Linked DNA regions of Mus musculus: region 1 is linked to region 2. The links are chromatin contacts, called in public HiChIP or PLAC-seq maps. All regions are on one chromosome and are shown on one strand. Each heading gives the region's core, a stretch centred on a gene start, on an enhancer-like site or on the middle of the called end of the contact. The rest is flanking DNA. Distances are from core to core; before and after follow the strand shown. Region 1 has its middle 33 kb from the start of Gm32334. Region 2 overlaps Ppp2r5a (protein phosphatase 2, regulatory subunit B', alpha).

The links. HiChIP or PLAC-seq counts read pairs in DNA pulled down with a chosen protein or histone mark.
Region 1: an H3K27ac HiChIP or PLAC-seq map of T-cell acute lymphoblastic leukemia shows a contact between it and region 2, with 2.8 times the contacts expected there. The contact joins two enhancer-like sites. A contact is called at or near these places in 1 of 15 datasets of contacts at CTCF or cohesin (large pre-B cells), 16 of 484 Hi-C or Micro-C datasets (CD4 T cells, bone marrow-derived macrophages, differentiating embryonic stem cells and 3 more), 7 of 115 datasets of contacts at active chromatin or transcription factors (the 230-238 cell line, the SCID.adh cell line, T-cell acute lymphoblastic leukemia and 3 more) and 3 of 9 other capture datasets (adipose tissue, liver and pancreatic islet).

What each region holds. Positions count from the first base shown.
Region 1 is chr1:191,518,450-191,523,110 of GRCm38.p6, forward strand. No RefSeq gene overlaps it. Among named protein-coding and RNA genes, the nearest start is that of Gm32334, 33 kb to the left of the region's middle. Within about 2 kb of position 1,487, at least 38 of the 459 cell types and tissues checked have an H3K27ac peak or open chromatin away from gene starts, as enhancers often do. A contact at or near this core is called in T-cell acute lymphoblastic leukemia, where this site is marked.
Region 2 is chr1:191,361,382-191,366,042 of GRCm38.p6, forward strand. Ppp2r5a (protein phosphatase 2, regulatory subunit B', alpha) reads right to left here. Exons shown (of 13, transcript NM_144880.4): 4 at 868-960. Among named protein-coding and RNA genes, the nearest start is that of Ppp2r5a, 33 kb to the right of the region's middle. Within about 2 kb of position 3,325, at least 5 of the 459 cell types and tissues checked have an H3K27ac peak or open chromatin away from gene starts, as enhancers often do. A contact at or near this core is called in T-cell acute lymphoblastic leukemia, where this site is marked.

The sequences.
Region 1 (4,661 bases), core at 237-2,736, 160 kb after region 2:
TGTGGCTTTGGCAAAATCACCAAACCAGTTTTGCCCTCTTATAACACAAGTTTAGAAAACTAAGTGAGACATTTGAAATGTAAGTAAAGAAAAATATCTAATAAAAAAAAGAAAAAGAAAACTAAGTGAGATGACTCCCCCACCTCTTGTTTCTCTGGCTCTTGACAGTAGTAGCTGGCACCTTAGAGGAGATCTGTGCCAGGTGGGACCAAGTTGTGGTTGTTCAGGGATGGCTTTCTATACCATAAAACATCCCTAAAGTGATAGTCGATAGCTGTGGGGCCACACAGATGAGCAGAACCCAACCTGGGTTTGTCATGTATTCATCAATACTCTTCTTATTCCTTTCTCATTCTAAAAGAAATTAAAATATTCCTGCAGGCCCCTGAGCTCTACATTTCTGTACCTAACGGCAGCCTGGGCTCTGGAATCAGGCCACAGTCACTCCAAGCTCAGTTTTCCTTCATCTTCCAGTTTTGAGTCTTGTTGCAAGCTAGATGGACTGAAGTGATGATCGATCTCTCTTCCTCTCTCTCTCTCTCTCTCTCTCTCTCTCTCTCTCTCTCTCTCTCACACACACACACACACACACACACACACACACACACACACACACACCACGGAGGTCTTTGTCTCCCAGGGTGTCCACCTGCCACCTGGAGAGGAGAGTGAGTCTGCAGTGGGCGACTGTGGCTGGTTACACTGTATCTTTTCCAGCCTGTATCAGCTACATTTCTTATTTCTTTGACAAAAACATCTAACAAAGGCTGCTCACATTCTTCCCTTTGCATACAATCCACAATTCACTCTGGGAATCTATGCGTTTATTAGAATCATTTACAGAGCATGGGTGACTCCATACTAACCTCTCTGGAAGGTCTGCCCCCAGCATGGACGATGGCTCCTCACCCCCATGAATTTCCTTTCCTTAGGCTTCCCCAGCCTATGCACTTCAGCCCCTCCCTGAGACCCCAAGGCCTGTACAGTTAGGGCAGGACTGGGTACAGTTGGCTGGGGAGAGTTGCTGGATACACTAAAGAAGGTTCCAGGGTTTTCCCTTGTTCTATGAAGGAATGTTAGCAATGCTAGGATGATCTTTGAAGACTCACGAAGATGATGGGTAATTCACTTGGAGGATGGTACCGAACAAACACCACAAAAGCAACTCAAGGAAGGGTCTGATCTGGCTCACAGGTTGAGAAGACAATCCATCATGGCATTTGGAAGGCACAGCTCCAGAAGTGTGAGCATGCTGGTCACATTGTATCCATGACCAAGAAGTTGACATGGAGTTGAGGCTTAGCAAGGTTTCTCCTCTTACTCAGTCCAGGCCCCCAGCACAAAGACTGATGTGTACTTCCACTACATCTGAGGCTCCAACCTCAATTAACCAGGTCTAGAAACTCCTCACAGACAAGCCCAGATGCAAGCCCCCTAAGTGGCTCTAGATCCTGCTGAATTGACAGTTAGATTAACGGTCACAGCACATACAGTATTTCTGTGGTTGTTTTGATGTATTGCAGGATGTAGCTGTCTTCAATGGGGGAGGGGTGGTGTGAACACTTAAATGATAAAATCCCAAAAATTTGTTTGGTTTTTCAAGACAGGGTTTCTCTATAGCCCTGGCTGTCCTGGAACTCACTTTGTAGACCAGGCTGGCCTCGAACTCAGAAATCTACCTGCCTCTGCCTCCCAAGTGCTGGAATTAAAGGCATGTGCCACCACGCCTGGCTGTTTGTTACTTTTTAAATAAAGTATCTACTAGAGGTCAAGAGCTGTTACGGGAACTGGAGATTACAGCGCAATAACTAAAAAGCCGAGGTTCCTGTCCTCAGACAGCTTGCCTTCTGGAGGAGGGAGGCAGACAGGGACTGAACCAATTTCCAACTTCTTAGCATTGCCAAAATCCCCCGTAATCTTTCACCTGGCCCACTGTAGCCTCCCTTTCTGTTCTGGACCCGCCCCTTCCCATCTGTTCCTGTCCAATCACATCACCCCTCCAACACACTCCTCTCGTCTGGGGGCTTCTCTTCTGCTGTATTCAGTGTGAAGGAAGAGGCCTTGGAGACACAATAATAAAAAGAGTGGACTTGGTATTTACTGTTCGAGGTTTAGGTCTGAAGAGGTCACCAGAATTTGGTGATAATAAGGTCATTGAAGATAATGTGCTACTCTGTCAGAATACGTAACTTAAAAACAATTTGTGGAGAAGCGAAATTTATTTTGCTCATGGTGAAGCAGGCCTGATGGAGCGGAGCGGATCCCAACTCGGCAGCCAAGAAGCAGAGAGACAGATAGGTCTGGAGGAAAGATAAGCCTCTCCTCTTCCCCGACTTGTCCTTGGGGCCTCCTTCCCTTCCTCTAGCTAGGCTCCACCTCTGACAGTTTCCAGAACCTCCCAAAATAGCACCACTGTCTGGGGACCGATCCTTCAACAGTGAGTGTGTGGGACACATTTCATATTCAAGTCCTAACAGGTGCTCCCAAGATCTCAGATTGAGGCTGTGGCTAGGACTTTATCTTCCCGTGGAGCAGTCTGTGGACGTGGGCCTCTCCTCAATACCTGGAAGCTCCCTGCAGCTGACCGAACAGTACAGGGAGAGGCCCATCGGCCGGCCTCCTGGGTGTCTTAGTCCCTGGGTGTGGGTCTGAGTGATTTCCACAGTTCTTCACTACAATCGCTGACCATTCCAGGTGTCATTCACAACCAACTGCTTCTGGGACTGGGCTTTGCCCTTCGAAAACTTCCAGGAAGCTAGTGGGATGAAGCAGCCATTCTTCTTTCTGTCTCTGTTCCTACATCTAGTTTTGAGATCACATCAGTAATTGTCTCCTTCTTCAAGACCTGTTCGAAGTCCACTCCTCCCTCACTAAAATTTCTACTGTTTCAAGTATCTCATGTGATGGCATGGCACAGACTTTCGGCCCTAAGCTATGAGACACCATGGCCACCTTAGATCGGGCTTCTGTCCTTTCCAATGAGGAGGGGGAGTGTCTGAGATGCCTCAGTGGGCGCCCTGAGTGCCAAAGAATTTTCCGTTGCCCCCACAGTGACACCAGCCTGCCACCGACTGATGACTGCAGCTAATTACCTCATCTGAGTGGTGATTCCTTTCCTTAAATCCTGGCCTCTTGGCACGTTGAGCAGACTAGCCCATCGAGCAGACAGCAGCTGCAGTGTGAAGTTTCCTGGCATTAATATACTCCCCCTGATGACAGCATCTTCCTGTCAGAAACCAAGACTTTTAAAGCCCCAGAGCCTAAGGTTTGGGGACTGAGAGCCAGATTCCTCAAGCAGGTCACTGGGAAGGGTGGCGCATTGGGCCTCCTGTGGGCTTAGACCGAACCTATTAGGGAGACAATAGCTTACGATGTTTGTTGAGGAATATCTCAACTTTTGCAGGCTGTTAACTCCAAGATGGCGCCTCAGTTGCAACTGAAGATAGCCACTTTGTCACTCGGAGGCCAACAGCTCAGGGTTGCATACAGGCTGTGCTGAGCAAGCCACGGTTTCTTGGCTGAAAAGGGAGGGGTCCCAGTTTAAGGCAAAGTGTGTTTGGTCTCACGGTAGTGGGGAAAGGCTCTGTAAACTTTTCAGAGTCACGATGCTGGTCATGGTTAAAAAGAAGTAAAAAGAAAGAAAAAGCAAATCACAATCCGGATTATCAAGTAAGAACCTGTGTTTTGGTTGGTTGGTTGGTTTTGGCTTGTTGAGACAGGGTTTCTCTTTGTATCCCTTGGCTGTCTTGGAACTCACTGTAGATCAGGCTGGCCTTGAACTCAGAGATCCACCTGCATCTGCATCCTGAGTACTGAGATTAAAGGCCTGCATCACCACTGCCTGGCTAAAATCTGTTAGTTTAAAGCTAAATAATTATTTAGGTATCAGCAATGCCTACTATGAAATGTGCAAGGCTAGGTACACATATGTCATGTGGGGACTGGAGAAAGCACTGAATGAGTCAAATCCTAAGTAAATATGTGTGTTGACAGTTTGTGCAGATATCCACCATAACTTTCTCCCCACAAGATGTTTATGGCCTGAAGACTGCTGCTCCCCTATAGAGATGTCTCCTACCAAGATTGGATTCAGCTATATACCATAAACCCTGCCTCCTACCTATCTGTACATAATAGTCTCAGCTCCTTGTTCAGCAGTAGGCAAAGCCCTGCCTCTCTGTCCACCTGTATATAATAAACAGTGAGCTTCCTGCACAGTCCAGCTTCTCCATCTGAGAGCCCTGTCCACTCTGTCCCAGTTTCTCCTGAATGGATGTCCTTTTTTTGTACCCTTGGTGCTCCAGTTTAATAAGTCCCTGGAATCAGGGCGAGGACTCCGCAGCATCATTTAACAGTAGGGTTATCAAATGTTGGACCTCACATAGGCAAAGTACTAAGTGATGCCTCCTCTACCGGCATCACTTAGTAATGGGAAGTTCTGAAAGATGCTTTGTTGCAGGATTTTCCCTGTCCAATTAATTACATTAGTGCAGAGGAGGCCTGTGATTGGATAGGGAAAAGGAGGCGGAGCTAAAGTTGCAGAGAGAGAGAGAGAGAGAGAGAGAGAGAGAGAGAGAGAGAGAGAGAGAGGAGACTGGGGGAGAAAGGGAAAGTAAAATGGAGGTCGACGTGATGATATCACAAGGTTTGATTAATTGGGA
Region 2 (4,661 bases), core at 2,075-4,574:
CTGTTAAGTCTTTAAGGATCTTGACAATGAAAAAAAAAATGGGCACATTCTTAGAAATTAATTGCATGTTAGTGTCCAGAAATAGAAGTAATACCCATTTCTAAAAACCAAGAAGGCATTCATTCCATGTGCTCAGCTATCTCCTCTCAAGGTCCCATTTTATTTTAACTGTGGCTTAAGGAACCTGTGGTGCAAAGGGGGGATGGGATGGGTGGAGACAGGCAGCTGGTGTTCAGATGCTAGGTGTACAGAAAGACATCTACAGCTCAGTCACAATGATTAAAACACGGCAAGTCAAAGTCTTAAATCCCGAACTTTGAGGCACTGCAGAAAGGGCAGTTTGACTAATTTCATTGGGTGCACACTCTGGATATAAAACTCAACTGCTGAAAGCTACTCAGAAGACGAGTGAGCGTGTGTGGGGGCCAGAAGACGGCATCTGACCCTCTAGAATTGGAATTCACAGGCTTTTGTGAGCTGCCAGACTTGGGTGCTGGGAATCGAACAGAGCTTCTGGAACAGCAGCACTTTGACCCCAGTGTCTTGCCAACCTTGGAAGCCGCTTTTACTTTGTCAAGAATAGTCACTGAATATGTTTAAATGACTATCCCCCCCCCTTTTTTTCCATTGCCATTTTGCCTGCATGTATGTCTTTGTGAGGGTGCCAGCCCCTCTGAAATTGGACTCACCAACAGTTGTGAGCTGCCACATGGCTGCTGGGGATTGAACCTGGCTCCTCTAGAAGAACAATCACTGCTCTTAACCCCTGAGCTTTTTCTCCAGACCACTAAATCAATTACTCTTAAAAACAACTAATTACTAAGCCAGTGCGTGGATACAAACATTTGAGATCTAAGAGTCCCTTACCTGTTGGACAAACTTCTGATCAATGTATCGCTTTGCAATGCTGGGCTGGAAATCAGGACTCTCCAAGAATCTCAAGAAGAATTCATACACCAACTGTGCGAGAAGGTAAGTAAAAGCAAAATGCTGTTGATAATATTCTGAATTACAGTTCCAGAAAAACAAACAAACAAAAAAACCAACCACCTTTCTTACTAGCGTGAGTTGGTAACTGTTTCTAAAAACAAAGTTTTAAGGAACCTTTATTTTTACAGTTTAGCTTTTCTCCTGATTGGCTTTTTATCAAATTGACACAAGCTACAATTATCTGGGAAGAGGAAGTCAACTGATAAAAATGTCTCCATCAGATAGCCTGTAGCAATTCTTTGGGGCATGTTCTTGATTAATCTGATCTGGATAGTACCATCTCTGGGCACGTGGTTCCGAGGTGTGTAAGAAAATAAACCGAGCAAGCCAGTAAGCAGTGTTTCTGTGTGGCATTGGCGTCAGTCCCAGTCTCTGGTCCTTAAGTCCTTCCTTGACAGGTGCCCTCTTCTCCTAGACTGTTCTTGGTCATGGCGTTCATCACTAAGCAGTCTCCTGAGCCACAGTCGGTGAGGGTTGTATTTCTGCACCACTCATTGAATGATCGTAATTTATGAGTGCTAGAACCAATTGAAGTTCCCAAGGTATCAAGTTAATGTCCCCCCATCCCCTAGAGTCCCTTAAGCACAGGCTCAGAATAAGAGCGGGCAGTGTGGTCATACCAGTTATAAAAATCAAGTCTTCCTATTAAACTAGGGTAGAGGGTCTAGTAAGGTGGTTCAAGAAGGTAACAGAACTTGCCGCTAACCACTGACCTGAGTACAATTCCCAGGACCCAACTTAGTGGAAAGTAAAAAAAAAAAAAAAAAAAAAAAAAAAAAAAAAAAAAAAAGACTTCCATGGGTTGTCTGTCTGACCTACACATGTGTATACACACACACACACACATAAAAGCAGAACATGAAAATTGAAATGGAAAGCAGTACACCTGGAGAGTAACAAACAACACTGTAGAAGCACAGGCCTGAGAAGGAACTGTACACCACAACAAACAAACCAGATACATGGGTGAGTCTTGTACCAAGAAGTCCCACGCAGCCTGTGTGACAGCACAGTGCACCTTATCACGGCAAGTCAGAACTAAAATAATCAAGGAGAAAGCATGGCTAGTCTTTTAAAATTGTAGTCAGGCCGTGGTGGTGCACACCTTTAATCCCAGCATTCAGAATGCAGAACTCTAAAGGTTCAAGGCCAGCCTGGTCTGCAGAATGAGTTCCAGCACAGCCAGTGGGGTTATACACAGAAACACTTGGGGGAAAAAAAACAAACAACCTAATAGCTATGAAAAGTAAGAAACTGGCCTCAAGGTACAACTTAATTTATAAGCAAACATATCAATTAAGCATCCTAAAAATACAAGAGAGTTAGATCCCAAAGTACAAGGTCACTTAAACATCTGGGGGTCTAGGGAGATAGCTCAATGGGTGAATCTCTTGCCTCACAAGTGTGAGGACTGGAATCTGGATCCTTAGCACCTGTATGAAAAGCCGGACAAGGTATGGATGTGTAGGGGCAGCTCAGCAGCTAGAAGCACCAAAGCTCAGTCTCCAACGCCCACAGTAGGCAACTCACAAGGGCCTGTTAACTCCGGTTTCAGGAACTCTGATGCCCTTTTCTGGTCTTTGTGGGCACCTGCGCACACATACAAAAATACTTTCTTTTTTTTTTTAAATCTAAGCAGGTATGGTGGTCCACTTGTAATCCCAGCACTTTGGAGGCAAAGGCAGGTGGAGCTCTGTGAGTTCAAAGCCTGATCTACATAGTGAGTTCCAGGCCAACTAGGGCTACAAAGTTTAAATGTACCTTACCCACCTGGGCACAGGGAACAAAGTTTGATTGAGAGATACAAAATTTTTAATGTTAATTGTGCATTAAGAACATAATAAAAATAATTTTGCTTTGGGGCACAAACAGGCCCCAGCGTGAGCCTGGAGTGCTCTGTAGAGTTAAACTGTAGCTGTGCTGATAGCACAACTAAGGCCTTCTATCACATAACTTTTCAGAGAACCAGCGAACCCCTTGGGAGACTTACATGACATCAAGCACAAGCCCCAGATCCCTAAAGCAGTATGTGGATGAGTGCTATGCTGTTCATAAGCTGTACACGGTTTGTTTGTTTGTTTGTTTATTTGTTTGTTTGTTTTTTCGAGACTCTCTGTGTAGCCCTGTCTGCCCTGGAACTCACTCTGTAGACCAGGCTGGCCCTGAACTCAGAATTCCACCTGCCTCTGCCTCCCAAGAGCTGGGATTAACGGCGTGTGCCACCACTGCCCAGCGGTTTATTTTTTAAAATTGTATTATTTTACGTGTGGGTGTGGGTGTTTTGCCTGCACCTGTCTGTGCACCATGTACATGTAATACCTAAGGAGGCCAGAAGAGGGAGTCATATCTCCTTGGAACTGGAGCTGTGATGCTGGTTGCTGGGACTCACACCTGGGTCCTCTGTAAAAGCTGTCAGTGTCAACTCTTAACTGCTGAGCCATCTCTTCAGATGCCTAATTTTTAAAATAATTTTCATCTACATAATTTCCCCAACAACAATGCACATGAAATGACTAGTCTAGATGCAAATACCTGCGGTCAGGAGCCAACTCAGCAGCACTGAGGAGAGGTCAAAGGCTACTTATTTAACACATGCTGCCTGAGTATTATAAACAGACGGAAGAAACCCACAGAGCTGAGAGTCTTCATCACAGTGAGACAGACCATCTCCTAGGAATGAAGCTCGTTCCCAGAGCCACTCCACTCCCTCTTCCTACATTATTTCTTCCTGAACCTATCACATCTGACTAAGAATGTTCATTTCTGGGCATGAACCGTAAAACATGCAGGCATTAGAGTCTTAGCGGGGTTGCTTTGTGGTACTTTTTTTTACTCCCAATGTCAGAAACACACAATGGAGGCTTGAGTATTTAATAGCTATATGAAATCACAGTTTTGCCAGGCAGTGGTGGCTCACGCCTTTGATCTCAGCACTTGGGAGGCAGAGGCAGGTGGGTTCTGAGTTCGAGGCCAGCCTGGTCTACAGAGTGAGTTCCAGGACAGCTAGGGCTACACAGAGAAACCGTCTCGAAAAACAAAACAAAACAAACAAAAAATCACAGTTTATAAGACTGTTTCTGAGCATTTACTGAAGTTTCTCTATATCCATATGAAGAATTATAATTTGCCTTTAAGAATCTTAGAACAAAAACAAAAATCTTAGAACACACACCAACAGCTTCAGCATTAATGCAATGGCAGACTTTACATGTGCTGTTACAAGTTTGGCTTGCCAATTGTATACAACAGAGCGCACCCTACACCCCAAAGACAAGAGATACATAGAAGCTGCACTACTCAGTCTTTTGAAACAGTGTCTCATGTAGCCCAGGCTGGTCTTGAACACAAAATTAAAATATAACTGATAATGAGTGTGAACTTTGGAGGCTCTGTGTCACCTTCCTGATGCTGGGGTGTAGGGTACCTCATACAGGGTACAACTCTAACAACGGATCTAGGGCATGTAGTCTACCACGGCATGTACTCTACCAAGCACATACACCACACGCAGCCTCCATTGTGCTACTCAGTTCTGAAAATGCCTTTCCTAAGGTAATCCAATACAGGGCCACCAGAAAACAGGACGGACACTAAAGAATCTCAAAATAAACCTATATAAGCTAGCGAAACTGGAGCCATCTGACCCAGAGAAGACAAGACTGAGTGGCAGT